Linked DNA regions of Mus musculus: region 2 is linked to region 1. A link is a contact called in public Hi-C data. All regions are on one chromosome and are shown on one strand. Each heading gives the region's core, a stretch centred on a gene start, on an enhancer-like site or on the middle of the called end of the contact. The rest is flanking DNA. Distances are from core to core; before and after follow the strand shown. Region 1 overlaps Gm33669 (a long non-coding RNA gene). Region 2 holds the start of Trp53bp2 (transformation related protein 53 binding protein 2).

Region 1 (6,202 bases), core at 598-3,097:
GAGAGAGAAAGCCCAGCTTCTCAAACCGTGGTCATGACTCTGTATGGGACGGAGCAAATGTTACATCAGAACTAAAGACTCAGTGCATCTCCAGCATTTTGGGCATCGATCAACTGTGGTGCAGAGTGTGGCTTCCCTGCAGACTTGGTTCTGAACACACATGTGTGCTGTGCACCGTGTATGACCTGGTGTCTGAGCGGTAGATGCTGCCTGACCCCTGAGCTCAGATCTGAGATAGGTGCAATACAAACCACAGTGTTTTCACAGCACACACACGGGCTTCTGTTCTTACCCAAACATGGAGGCTTAATCATGGGAAACAAACACTTTTGATATTTTCCCACTGACACCCCTCAGCATGTATCCCACAAATGTATCTCTGGGTTGTATTATGTAAGCATATTTGATTTTCAGATTTGCTGTTTGAGCTGCTGTCTTGAATTTCATTTTAAAAAAAAATCATTAAGTGAATTGTGGCTCTGAGACTAAGACAGAATTCCCCACAATTTCTGAAATGGCTCTAGACATATTTCTGCTATTTTGAATTTACATTGCCTCTGAAAAATACTGGAGATATTCCATGTTCTACAGTGTGAAATATATAGCCAATGTCATATTCCTTATGTAAATATAACAAACCTCTATACAAACTTGCTTTCATCCTTAATAAATGCTATAATTATATGTATGTCTAAGAATCGCTTTTAAAATTTCTTTGTGAGTTATTACTTGTAAATGTAATTGTTTGCTTTTTTTTTTTTTTTTTTTTTTGTCTCTATATTGCTAGGGTCTCATACAGGGGTGGCGAACAGAAAAAGTTTAAGCCCTGCCCTAAAGACTAGCCCCCCCTCCCAAATACTCCCATCCCCCTCTCTGGAGCAGATGGCCTGGTAAGTTCTGGCAGGCACCTGGGGTTACTCTGTGCTCTCCCTGTACCCACAGCCAGTGCAGGTCTCAGTGTCTCAGCACCCTGTACCCACAGCCAGTGCAGGTCGCAGTGTCTCAGCACCCAGACCAGGCAATGAGTATTCCAAAGCCCGGAATGGATGCGATCTACGTCCCTCATCCGGGCCCCCACTGCCTGGAGGACTGTGTGAAAGAACTTCCCAGCCACCAGACTACTGTGGACCATGTACCTCAGCCAAGTAAACGGAGACAAAGGGATAGTTGGTGGGAGATGGGATGAAGCCTGAAACCCGGGACCATCTATAGGTGTAGCTCTGTTACAGCGCCACCATGTGGTGAGCTTCAGAGTAAGGATGGTGTGAGAGGGGTCGGGGTGGGGTGCGGGTGGGGCCTGAAAGCCTGGCCTCTAGGCTGAGGGACCTACCTCTGGGAAGCCCTTTTCAGATCTTCCTTAACCCAGGTTTCATGCAGCGGCCCCAGAGGGACTTGAACCCCTGCCCAGCTGGCGGACCTCACTCCAACACTCTCTTAGGACGCAAGGTTGGCGGGAAATTTCTGTCTCATAACTCGTACTCTGGCAGGAAAGTCCTAAATCCTCAGAGTAAGAGACTAGAGGCCTAGATGGGGTCCTGTTCTCTGGGTGAAGGCGCCTAGCGTTCAGTGCAGCAATGGATGGGGAGAGAGAAAAGTGGGTCAGCTTCTTGGTGGGGGAGGGTGAGCCCAGAGGATGCGCCAACTAGGGTCATCCCAAGTGTCGTTTCAGCAAGGAAATTCGGGAAGAACCGCTATGCCGCAGAGGCCAGTCTGCACAGGGTTGGCATGAGGCCCTGGCTACTGGCTTTGACTTGAGAAAGAAAGCACAGACCAACATACACCTGGCACTGCACCCAGTCAGCCAGCCCTGGGTAAGCTGGGTATTTGGCAGCACTCCTCCTGGGAGCCCAAGTGAGAGGGAAGTGAGCCGCAATTTAGCGAGGTTGAGTGGGACCGGAAACAAGATGTGGCAAGCTCTGGCAGGTCCCAGGGTGGGCCTAGAGCGCCACCTGGTTTTGGACTACCGATCATCAGGCAAACACCGTTTTCCTGACCCATGCACCATCTTTGACACTGGTCAGTTATCTGGCTGGAGGCCAGAGCTTTAGTGAGAGTGGTAGCCTCTTCCCCAAGCCCAGAGGGTAAGGCATGTCTTTGCCTTTCTCAGCCAAGTTGGGGGGCGGGGAGCAGGAAGGATGAAAAGATGAAGGAATCCTTTGTGCTTTGACAGTGTCCAGGCAGGAAAGAACAGCCTTTCTAAGGATGTAAAAGCCATCCATGGGGTTGCCCATGGCCCAGCAGGGAGAGGCTTTCTCTGCTGGGCAGTTTAAGGACAGCCTGCTTCCCGAGGCAGCAATGCAGTGCACACTGCCCTCTGGGCAGTGACCTGGGCTTTGTATAGGCACACAGATCCCCAGGGATGGAGAACAGTGAGGGACTCTTGAGCATAGCCTGAGGTCAATGTGGCAGAGACGGGACCTCTGAGCTCAGGAGTTCCTAGGTAAACTCTGGGTGGGAGGGATCCCTGAGATGGAACAGTGATGCACAGTCCTCCTCAGGGAGGTGCAAGCTGGTGTTAGGCTTAACTTGATGTGGGAAACAATGGCTGGCTGTGTGTTCCCAGTTCAGCGTTAGACAGCTGTTCCTCCTGCAAGAGACCCTCTTGACTGACAGGAAAGGGCAGTAAGTCCATGGGCTATAGCTCCACGGTAGAATGCTCATTTAGCACCTGTCAGACCCATGGCAGAAGAGCCCCAAGACAGGAGGTGTCACTCCATGCCAAGCCCCACCCAGCTCTGACAAGAAGATCCTAAACCCAGCGTGGTGGTGGCACACACCTTTAATCCCAGCACTGGGGAGGCAGAGGCAGGTGGATCTCTGTGAGTTCTGGGCCAATCTAGTCTAAGTTGCAGGACAGCCAGAGCTACATAGTGAGAGTCTATCTCAAAACAACCACCAAAAACGTAGGAAAAGGAGGAGGAGAGGGAGAGGAGGGAGAGGTGGTCCTGAGCATGTCAAAATCTACACGACATCGGTTTTTTATTTTCTCATTTCAACTTCACCACAGCCTTGAGGAAGCAGGTTGGCCTAGATCTCTACCATTGTCCTCTGTCAATGTGGGGAAGCCTGGTCCCAGGCCCTGGGGAAATCACTGTTTCTAAGGTGGCTCCTGCTTAGGCTGCCCAAGACAGTCTTGCCACTTCACTGCTGCCTGCACAGAATCCCCAGACATGAGACAAACACCTCAGCACGCAGGGCCTCAAATTTGGTGTCTGCTCACCCAGAGCTGTAGAGCCGCAGCCGCTCCCATCAGTCACCAGCCTAGGAGAGGGCCCAGAATCTGCACTTTAACACAGTTACACTCAAGGAAGCCCATCCACACTGGCTTCAGAAAGGCCCCGAGCACACAGGAACACCCGCTGCTCCCTCAACGTCTTTTCTTGGTGTTCACCTCTTCTGGAAGTCCTCACCAGAGCTGCTTCTTGGCCTTTTCTCAACAGATGAACAAATTGCTTTTGGGAATAGGTGTATGTCACACAATATTTGCGATAAAATCATTTTTACTCTAAGGTTACTGTCAACCTGAAATTTAAATGTAACTGAGCATCTGGGTAGTGTCTCTGTTGTTGTTGGTGGTGGTGGTGGTTTTTCTTGGCGTCAATTTTTGGTGACAGGAAGTGGACACGGGACCTCGCACATACCAGACACATACAGGCTTTCCCACACTGATCTATACCTGCAGTCCAATTTCTAATTAACCACTTATTTCTTGTTTTGTTTTGTTTTTAAGATTTATTTATTTTATGTATGTGAGTACACTGTAGCTATCTTCAGACACACCAGAAGAGGGCGTCAGATCTCATTACAGATGGTTGTGAGCCACCATGCTGGGAATTGAACTCAGGATTTCTGGAAGAGCAGTCGGTGCTCTTAACTCCTGAGCCATCTCTCCAGCCCTAACCACTTACTTGTTAATAAGTTAAATGAGATCTGTTTATTTTTATTTTATGTGCATGGATGCTTTGCCTAGATGTATGTCTGTCCACCACGTGTGCCTGGGGCCTGTGGGAAACAGAAGAGGGCAATGGAAGCCCTGGAATTGGTGTTCCAGGCTATCGAGAGCCACTGTGGGGTGCTGGGAAACCCAGGACAGCTTCTCCTGTACCACCCAGGACAGTTTCTCCTGTGCCGTTGAGTTGCTATCTCTGGCAACCCTACACCCGTGGGACTTCTGGCACCTCGACCCTGAGAGTAGGCAGGCATTAGCTGGAGCCTTCAGGGCCATAGGAGGCTCAGCAGAACTTCCTGCCCTAACTCTAACAGGGAGGAAGAGAAGAACAAACAGCTACAGAGATTAAGAAAGCATTTGCTTCCTTGAGACAACTCGAGGGAAAGACTATTTCCAACTCTAGTTTCTTTCATTTGTCTCACGGAAATGGCCACCATGGGAACACAAAGCCAGAAGCTCCTCCGGGAATCTGCCAGTCGGGGACTCCAACGTGACTGTTTCAGCAGGATGTCCCCAGGCACTTCTGCGGGATGCTTTAAGTGCCTGACTTGATGGGGTTTTATTTTCTACAACTTACTATTTTTTTTTTAACTTTTGCTTTCTATATATTTAGAAATTAGCCAGGCAGTGGTGGCACATACCTTTAATCCCAGCACTCGGGAGGCAGAAGCAGGCAGATTTCTGAGTTCAAGGCCAGCCTGGTCTACAGAGTGAGTTCCAGGACAGCCAGGGCTACACAGAGAAACCCTGTCTCAATAAAACAAAACAAACAAACAAAAAAAAAACAAAAACAAAAACAAAAACAAAACAAAACAAAAAAACCCACAAAACACAAAAAGAAATTAACTCATTTGAAATTACAGCTATTCTAGACTGTTCTAATAGAAAGCCCCCGGTGACCACAGCAATCTGGAGTTGGGAAGTATTCAAGGTTGAGTTGTTAGCCATCAGTCCCTGTGCAGAAGTCCTGATCCCAGGAGCTGGGAACGTGACACATTTCTAGGGCTTGTCTAGACCAGGGGTTCTAAACCTTCCCAATACTGCTATGACCCTTTAACACAGTTCCTCATGTTGTGGTGACCTCAACCATAAAATGACTTTTGTCGTTACTTTCTAATTGTAAATTTGCTACTGCAAATGTAATGTAAATACTTCTGGAGATAGAGGTTTGCCAAAGGAGGTTACAACCCACAGGTTGAGAAGCACCCTTCTAGATAGACTGAAGGAGAATGGGTTTGATGGAGACACCAATGTGAGCTGGTGCTTTGTAAAGAGCAACTTGTGAGGCTGGAGAGATGGCTCAGAGTGCCTGCTGCTCTTACAGAGGACAATCCCATGGCTACCGAGGAACATTTACATCCACGGGCCAAATGTCCCCACACGGCTGTTAGGACAACAACCTGTTTAGTCTATCGTACGTGGCTGGGGTCCCACGGAGCCCGTTGCTTAGATGAGCCAAAGTGTTCATGAAGTGCAAGGTAACTGGAGGCTTTGTCCCAAAGTTGTTCTCCATTGGTGTGCTGCCATCACACCTGTAAGCAGAGGAAGGCAGGGACCAGGAAGGAGAACCACCCTTCTAGATAGACTGAAGGAGAATGAGTTTGATGGAGACACCAATGTGAGCTGGTGCAGTTCCTGGCACCCACATGACAGGTCACAACTACCTGTAACTTCAGTTCCAGGGGATCTGATGGCTTCTTTTGGCCTCTTTGGGCACTGTACGCACATGCTGCACACACACACACACACACACACACACACACACACACACACACAAGCAAAAACTCACTGTGGTGGTTTGAGTAAGAAGTCCTGTAAGTCTTGGGTACATGGACACTGAAGAAAGTATGTCTCTTGGTTTCAGAAGACGCAAAATCATTGCAAGTACTCTCTCTGTTTTCTCTGTCTGCTGCCTTCTCCCTCCTCTCTGCTGTCACAGACTCTGATCCTCTGGAACTGCAACCTAAATTAAATCCTTCTTTCTGTAAGTTGTCCTGCAATAGGAAATGGGGAAGTAACTAATATACTAATATACATAAAATAAAGATAAATAAAATAAAAAAACATTATATAATATTTATAGCACTATAATAATGATAATAAGTGTTATGTAAAAATATTTTTCAAAGAAATAACTGTTGTTTCGTTATTTTGTTTTGTTTAAAAAGGGAGCAATTTGGATGCACACATACAAAGGGAAGGTCATGTGGCAAGAAGGTGGCCAGAGGAGCCAAGGAGGTGCCTCAGAGGGAA
Region 2 (6,334 bases), core at 3,581-6,080, 530 kb after region 1:
AATGGCAAATTCAAGACCACTGGGCAATTTATCCAGATCTGTATCAAAATAAAATGTAAAAAGTGAAAAGAAGCCTGGAGATACAGCTCAGTGGTCCTTTCCTATGTTCCATCATCAGTACTGCTAAACGAACAACTCAGAAGCAATATAAACACAGGTGGAGAGCAGATATGGCCTGTAGTTTGCAACTGCTTAGAGAAGTGGTTTTCAGCTTGTGGATGGAGACCCCTCTGACAAGCCTCTAGCTTCAAAAATATTCACATCACAATTCATACAGTAGCAAAATTATAGTTATGTAATAACAACAAAAATAATTTTGAGGTTGGGGGTCACCACGACATGAGCAACTGTATTAAAGGGTCACAGCACCAGGAAGGTTGAGAACCACTAGGCTAGAGGTTGATGGGAAGTAGAAATGCAGGAAGACCTGCCAAAGGCAAGCATCAAAAGAGTCCATAGACCTAGGAGGCAGACGCACAGGAGGGAGGCAGATGGAGATGTGATAAGTACCAACAATGTTGCATTTATAAAAGTTCCCACCATGCTCTAGGTGCAATGTTAAGGCTGAAGCTGCCTAAAGTGTATTTCTTTCCATCGAATCTAGTTGGATGTAAGCTTTTGTCTGTGTCATGTGGCCAGGGCTAGGTGGCACCATGCAACGGAGAGGTCAGTTCCTCTTGAGAAACATCAAATGGCACTTTCAAGAGTCACATTTAGGTAGGAACTTCAAAGATGCAAAGAAGCCTTCCCACCCTTTTAAGTGCTATACTTAAAGCAGGGAATATGAACTTCAACCTGGTCTCCTTGCCTTTTAATACTGCTAATTAAGGAGAATGCAGGAAAAGATTGCATAAGTTGATAGGTCAAGGAATCTGTAAAAATAGCTATGGTTGGCAACAATTAGTTGTGTATTTCATTACTGAGGTATTTTCAATGTTTCCAGCACAAAGTAATGTCTGAGGAGAAGATATTCTAGTTACTCTCATTTGATCATTAAGACACTGTATACATATTTTGATATATATACTGTACCCATAACCTTAAACATACATTAAAAGGCTGTATAGATGGAGTGTCTAGGAAGGACAACTGGAGCATTAAATTGTCCTGGATGCTCCAGGCCCTCACCCCATCTTCTGGCTCGTACCAGTCTCCATCTGGTACAGCTCCTTGCCCCTTTCACTCCTTTAGGATGCCAAACACAAGACAGTCTGGGCCCCTTTGCCTGGCTGTTCCCACTACCCAGAGTCTGACTCTCCATCCATTTATTTCTCCCAGGCCTCCTCTGGTCACTCTGTCTAAAACACACTATGCAACTCAGTTTACTTGATTGCTTTCTCTTCCCTACAGCATTTAGGATTACAGCATTCATTTGCTTATTGTCCAGCATCTCTACTCAGAATATCAGCTTCAAGAAGGGCCTCCATTGCCTTTAAAATCTAGAATAGTGCCTGGCAAAATATGGGCACATAAGAATGCAGTTTGCTCTCCATTTCTACAGGCCCTGCATATACAAAGTCAACCAAACCTCAACTTGAATATTTTCAGGGAAAACTTGTGTCAGACCTGAACTTGTATAGAGTGGTCTTTTTCCTTGTCCTATTATCTTTATAGGATAGTAAGTATTGTAAGGAATTAGCATTGTATCAAATGGAATGACTAATACATAGCTAATTTAAGGTAAACTGGAGGATATGTATAGGTTGTATGCAATTTGATTGACTGATTGGGTTTTGCCCAGGCTGGCCTCAAACTCTTGATCCTTGGGCACCACACTCCCAGTGTTGTGATTATAAGCATGTGCCGCCATACTCATTATGCCAGGGATGGAGCATTTGAAAATGTTAGAATCTAGGGGGAATCCAGTCCTCCATGGATACGAAGAAATGATTGTAAATAGTCAAATCAATGAGAGAAGTAGGAAGAGTAAGACAACTGAGGGGCCGAGGGGAGAAGGAAATGAAAAGGTTCAAGATCTGTCATCAATATCTTACTGACAAAGTAACATGGAAATGCATCTTCTGAGGGGAGGAGAGGAGTCAAGGTTTGGAACGTCTGTGGGAAATGGGCCAGAGTAGCATGGGGAAGACACAAGCCAAACAGATAGGTAATGCACTGTGCCTAAGGGTGGGGTGAGGTCAAGAGCGAAGGCAGCTCCTCCCCAACCAGCTTGTGGTAATTTCATTTATCTTTCTTGGACTCAAATACAGAATTAAGGGGTGGGGAGAACCAAGTTGAGGCTCTTGGAGGAGTAAGAATGTGACGGTGGGAACACAGAAAAAGCGAGAAGCTGGGAAGGCAGCTAGCTCATCTGACCAACTAACTCACCTAACAGCTATGTGTGGTTTACACAGAATTGAAGGGAGTGAATGAAGGCACAGACAAGGTTTCTTTGGTTTAATGCTACTATGATTTAAAAAAAAAAATCCCTCAACTATAAACATAGCTGCTATTTGGCATCTGGAAATTCTCAGTTGGCTGGAATGAGTTTCAGGAGAAACTGCCAGCAACCATCCCCTTTCTCTCCCTTCCCGTGGGCAGGGCATTTGTGCAAACAGCAGTAAAAACAAACAACTGGAGTTTATTAGTCACATTCTTCGCTCCTTGCTTCTATTTCCACCGAAATCATTTTTATTTAACTTCTAATGATTTATTTATGCTTATTTCATGTGAATTCGTGTTTTGCCTGCATATATGTCTGTGTGCACTTACACAGACAAAATTATTATTGTTGTTGTTATTATTTAACCAACCCAGTGTTGCAGTGCTCATATTAAACATAATGTACTGTTGTATGCAGTCAGTTTTCTGGTAGTAATGGGGTAAGTGTCCCATTCCTTGATCCACTGAGAACTGGAGCATTAATGAACAATAGGAATTCTTTTACTGAGCTGGGCAGTGATGGTGCACACCTTTAATCCTAGCTCTTAGAAGGCAGAAGCAGGTGGATCTCTGTAAGTTTGAGGACAGCCTGGTCTATGAGTTCCAGGACAGCTAAGGCTACACTGAGTGACATTACCTAGAAAAACTAAACCAATCAACCAACCAACCAAAAACCAAACAACAACACAAAAAGAGTTTTTTTTTTTTTTTTTTTTTCTTGTTCTTTTCTTTTTTTCTTCTGGGTGACTGTATGTAGACTGGTTTTATTGTCCATTCAGCTTTGTTTTGTTCATTGATGGATCCACAGTACTTAGAAGACCTACAGTATTTTGATACATTTTACTGAGTAAGTCAAGGTGTGGACTTCCTTTACTTAACCCAGGGTAATTCTAGTTGTATCAGTTTTAATTTCATGTTTAGATAGAGTAGCTGGGATGATAGAGTAGCTGGGATGATGTTAACTGGGAGTTGGATGATTCTTTTTTTTGGGTAAGGGATATGTTAAAATAAAAAAATAATTATTCTTTTATTTGTTGTTTATTTATTTGGAGACAGAGCATGTAGCCCAGGCTGGCCTCAGACTCTTGATACGTCCTGCCTCAGCCTTCTAGTGCTGGGACGACAAACAATAAGTGCTCATTCTTTCTGTTGTGCTTTGTATTAAAACCAGGAGTTTATTCATGTTAAACACTCTATCACTAAACTATGTCTGACTCCAGGGACCCCCCCCCCCCCGTTTACATTTTGAGACCTATTCTGCTAAAGCTGCCCTGGGAACCCTTAAATTTGGGATTTTCCTGCCTCAGCATTCTGAGTACCTGGGGATATAGATCTGTGCCACACACAGGTCAATTTATATTTAATTTTTATAAAAGTGTCATTTGAGGTAAGGTCTTACTCTTTCAGCTCAGGCTGGCCTGGAACTCACTGCAATTCTCCTGGCTCAGCCTCCCAAGCGCTGAGATTACTAGTGCACGCTACCACATTCAGCTGGCTCCATTCTTGAAGCTGTATACATTCTGGTGCTTCATTTCATTTCGTTTTGGGGACTCTTCTGTCCTCTGATTCCAAATGAGCTTGCACGGGTTACTTGACGTGAAATGAGCTTCGTGGAGTTAGTGTTCCTGAAGCCTATGTCTCTCTGGATAATGGACTCGACTATCTGCCTCCCTATCAAAGCGAACTACTGCCAATTTCCCAGCGTGAGCTTCGACGGCTCCAAAAAATGGTCCTTGTGTTAAAAGTGTTTACAGGTCGTGATGAGCTGAAGAGCGCCCCAGAAAGCTGTTTTTACCCATTTTCAAATCCTTTGAGCGTGCTGTTCAAAACACAGGGAACCCCCCCACTTCTCAACACTGAAGGGCTTTTCCCTTCTTACATTATAGAAGTAACAGGCCATTCAGAGGGGGGTCTTGGACATCGCCTGAGGGATGAGGACAAATCCGAGAGCGCCTTCTGTCAGGAACGTGCTCCGGCCCGGCGGACTCGCAGGTCTCCATCTTGTGGGGCGCTCGGATCCCTCAGGGCGCCCTGAGTCAGGTGTGTGAGGCGGCGCCGCCCAGGCCCCTCGGCGTCCGGCGCCTTGTGGCTGGTTCATGGTTCCTAAGGCAAAGGGCTCAACTCTCTTGAGCAACTCGGAACCGCCAAGGAGGTGAGGGACACAGCCCTGGGCTCCATCCCCGCGTTTTACGATTATTGTTCTCCTGCGGCGCCGCCCTCCCGTGCCTTGGCTCCGCCTGGAGGCGCGTTCAGGAGCAGCTCCGCCGCCTGCATCTTCCTCCCTCGGAGCAAAGGTTCCCGCCCCCTCTGGCACCGCCCCCAGCATCTGCGCATGCGCCTTCGCCGCCCGGTTGGCGCTCCGCTCCCCCTTACCTCAAGCCTTGGGGCGCGCCGCGGGCGGGGCTTCGTGGGGGGCGGGGCCAGCGCGCCTCGGTGGGGGCCCGGCCGGGATTAGTTGGTTTCGGCGAGAAGGAGGAGGAGGAGGTGGGAGTCGCGAGCGCCGAGACAAAGCCGCGTCCCGGAGACGGGCGAGGGGATTGGGCCCCGGACTCGGTGGCGTCCCGGTCCGCTGAGGGGACTCCAGCGCCGCTGCCTCGCAACAGGTCGGCCGCCGGGCGCGCGGCCTCGTTCTCGCTTGGCTTCCCCGGGCCCGCGACCCTCGGGTCACTTCTGCTCGGCCAGGCCGCCGCCAGACCCCCGCTTCCATGCGGTTCGGGTCCAAAATGATGCCGGTAAGCGGGTGGGCGTGCTGGGGCCCGGAAGTGTACAGGGCGGGGGGGCCGGGTCAGCGGAGCCGGTGGAGCTTCGGGCTTCGAGGCTCTGAGGCTCCGTCCCTCTGGGTCCCCGCGACGGTCGCGATGCTGCCCCGCAGGCAGTGCGGCAGCCCGGGCCGCTGCTCCAAACTTTGCTTCTCGGATGAGACCTTTGGGGAAGCTTGTTTTGAAGGTCAAGAGCCGGGGAACCTTGTTCTTAGCCTATTTCTTTGAATTGTTTTGAGGCTTTTTACTGAAGTGAAGCATAGCGCTTGAAAAGGCTTGCCTTTCTTTTTCTTTCTGCCAGTTTTTTTTTTTTTTAACTTGAATTTCGATCTGATGTTGGTGATAGCAGCCATGTCACCCTATCTATCTCTTTGTGGAAACAGGTTTTAGTAAATGCAGCCTTGAAAGTTTTAGTTCAGAGGAAAACTTCAGTGCCCCGCTCCCCCAGCTTTTTTTCTGCAAGACCTCTAAGAAAGATGAGTGAATTCTTTTGGCATCTGACTTGGCCAGCGTCACAGGTGACTTGCAGGTTGAATGGAGGTGTTTCTGAAAAGCCCCCTTAGCAAGCACAAGATCTGACTGGTTATGGTGGCTCCTGCAGCCGTGTATTTATTTCCTCGTGGGTGTTGTATTTGTTCTCCTCTCAAGCAGGATTAATCGCAGTCAACCTAAGTCCTTTTTTAAAAAATAATTTTTATATATTCTTTGAAAGGTCACGTATTTTAGCCATATCCATCCCTAAACCCCTCATCAACTCACGTTCTTATCGCATCACTTGTTTAAGAAAACAAAACGATAAAAACTTAAAACAACTTAATTTTTTTGCTTTTATAAAATCCAAGAAAGAGTGTTAAAATTTGTGTTTCAATGTTCTATTTTGTTTTGGTTTTTTTGTAATTACACGTGCAGAATATACTATACTGTCTCTTTGCCCCTTTGCGTTGTGGAGGGTGTTCCTAAATTTTTCTAGGTTGGACACATATATAATATTTTGGTTATTAGGTTATTAGGTGGCTTGGGATGGTTACAATTGCTAAGAGTCAAGAAATTTGGAATTACTAGCATTTTGTAACTAATGGTTTAGTCTCATTTATTAAGTTAGGGCTGTGATGTGAATATCTTAAAACGCATACCTTGGTTATGATAGACTGTTTTGTTAACTTTTTTATTCCTGTGTTTTTATCTCACTGTTG

What was found. Hi-C and Micro-C count contacts between places; a contact is called where the count stands out from the background.
Region 2: a contact with region 1 is called in a Hi-C map of regulatory T cells, with 4 times the contacts expected there. The contact joins the promoter of Trp53bp2 here to the enhancer-like site in region 1. A contact is called at or near these places in 4 of 39 promoter capture datasets (embryonic stem cells, hippocampal neurons, liver and 1 more), 1 of 484 Hi-C or Micro-C datasets (regulatory T cells), 5 of 115 datasets of contacts at active chromatin or transcription factors (astrocytes, bone marrow-derived macrophages, extraembryonic endoderm stem cells and 2 more) and 3 of 9 other capture datasets (adipose tissue, embryonic stem cells and macrophages).

Annotation. Positions count from the first base shown.
Region 1 is chr1:181,879,849-181,886,050 of GRCm38.p6, forward strand. Gm33669 (a long non-coding RNA gene) reads left to right here. Exons shown (of 4, transcript XR_865801.2): 2 at 788-1,132; 3 at 1,378-1,446; 4 at 6,118-6,202. Among named protein-coding and RNA genes, the nearest start is that of Gm33669, 4.5 kb to the left of the region's middle. Within about 2 kb of position 1,848, at least 119 of the 459 cell types and tissues checked have an H3K27ac peak or open chromatin away from gene starts, as enhancers often do. A contact at or near this core is called in bone marrow-derived macrophages and regulatory T cells, where this site is marked.
Region 2 is chr1:182,404,337-182,410,670 of GRCm38.p6, forward strand. It overlaps Trp53bp2 (transformation related protein 53 binding protein 2), which reads left to right and starts at 4,831. Exons shown (of 18, transcript NM_173378.2): 1 at 4,831-5,114. The coding sequence starts at 5,088.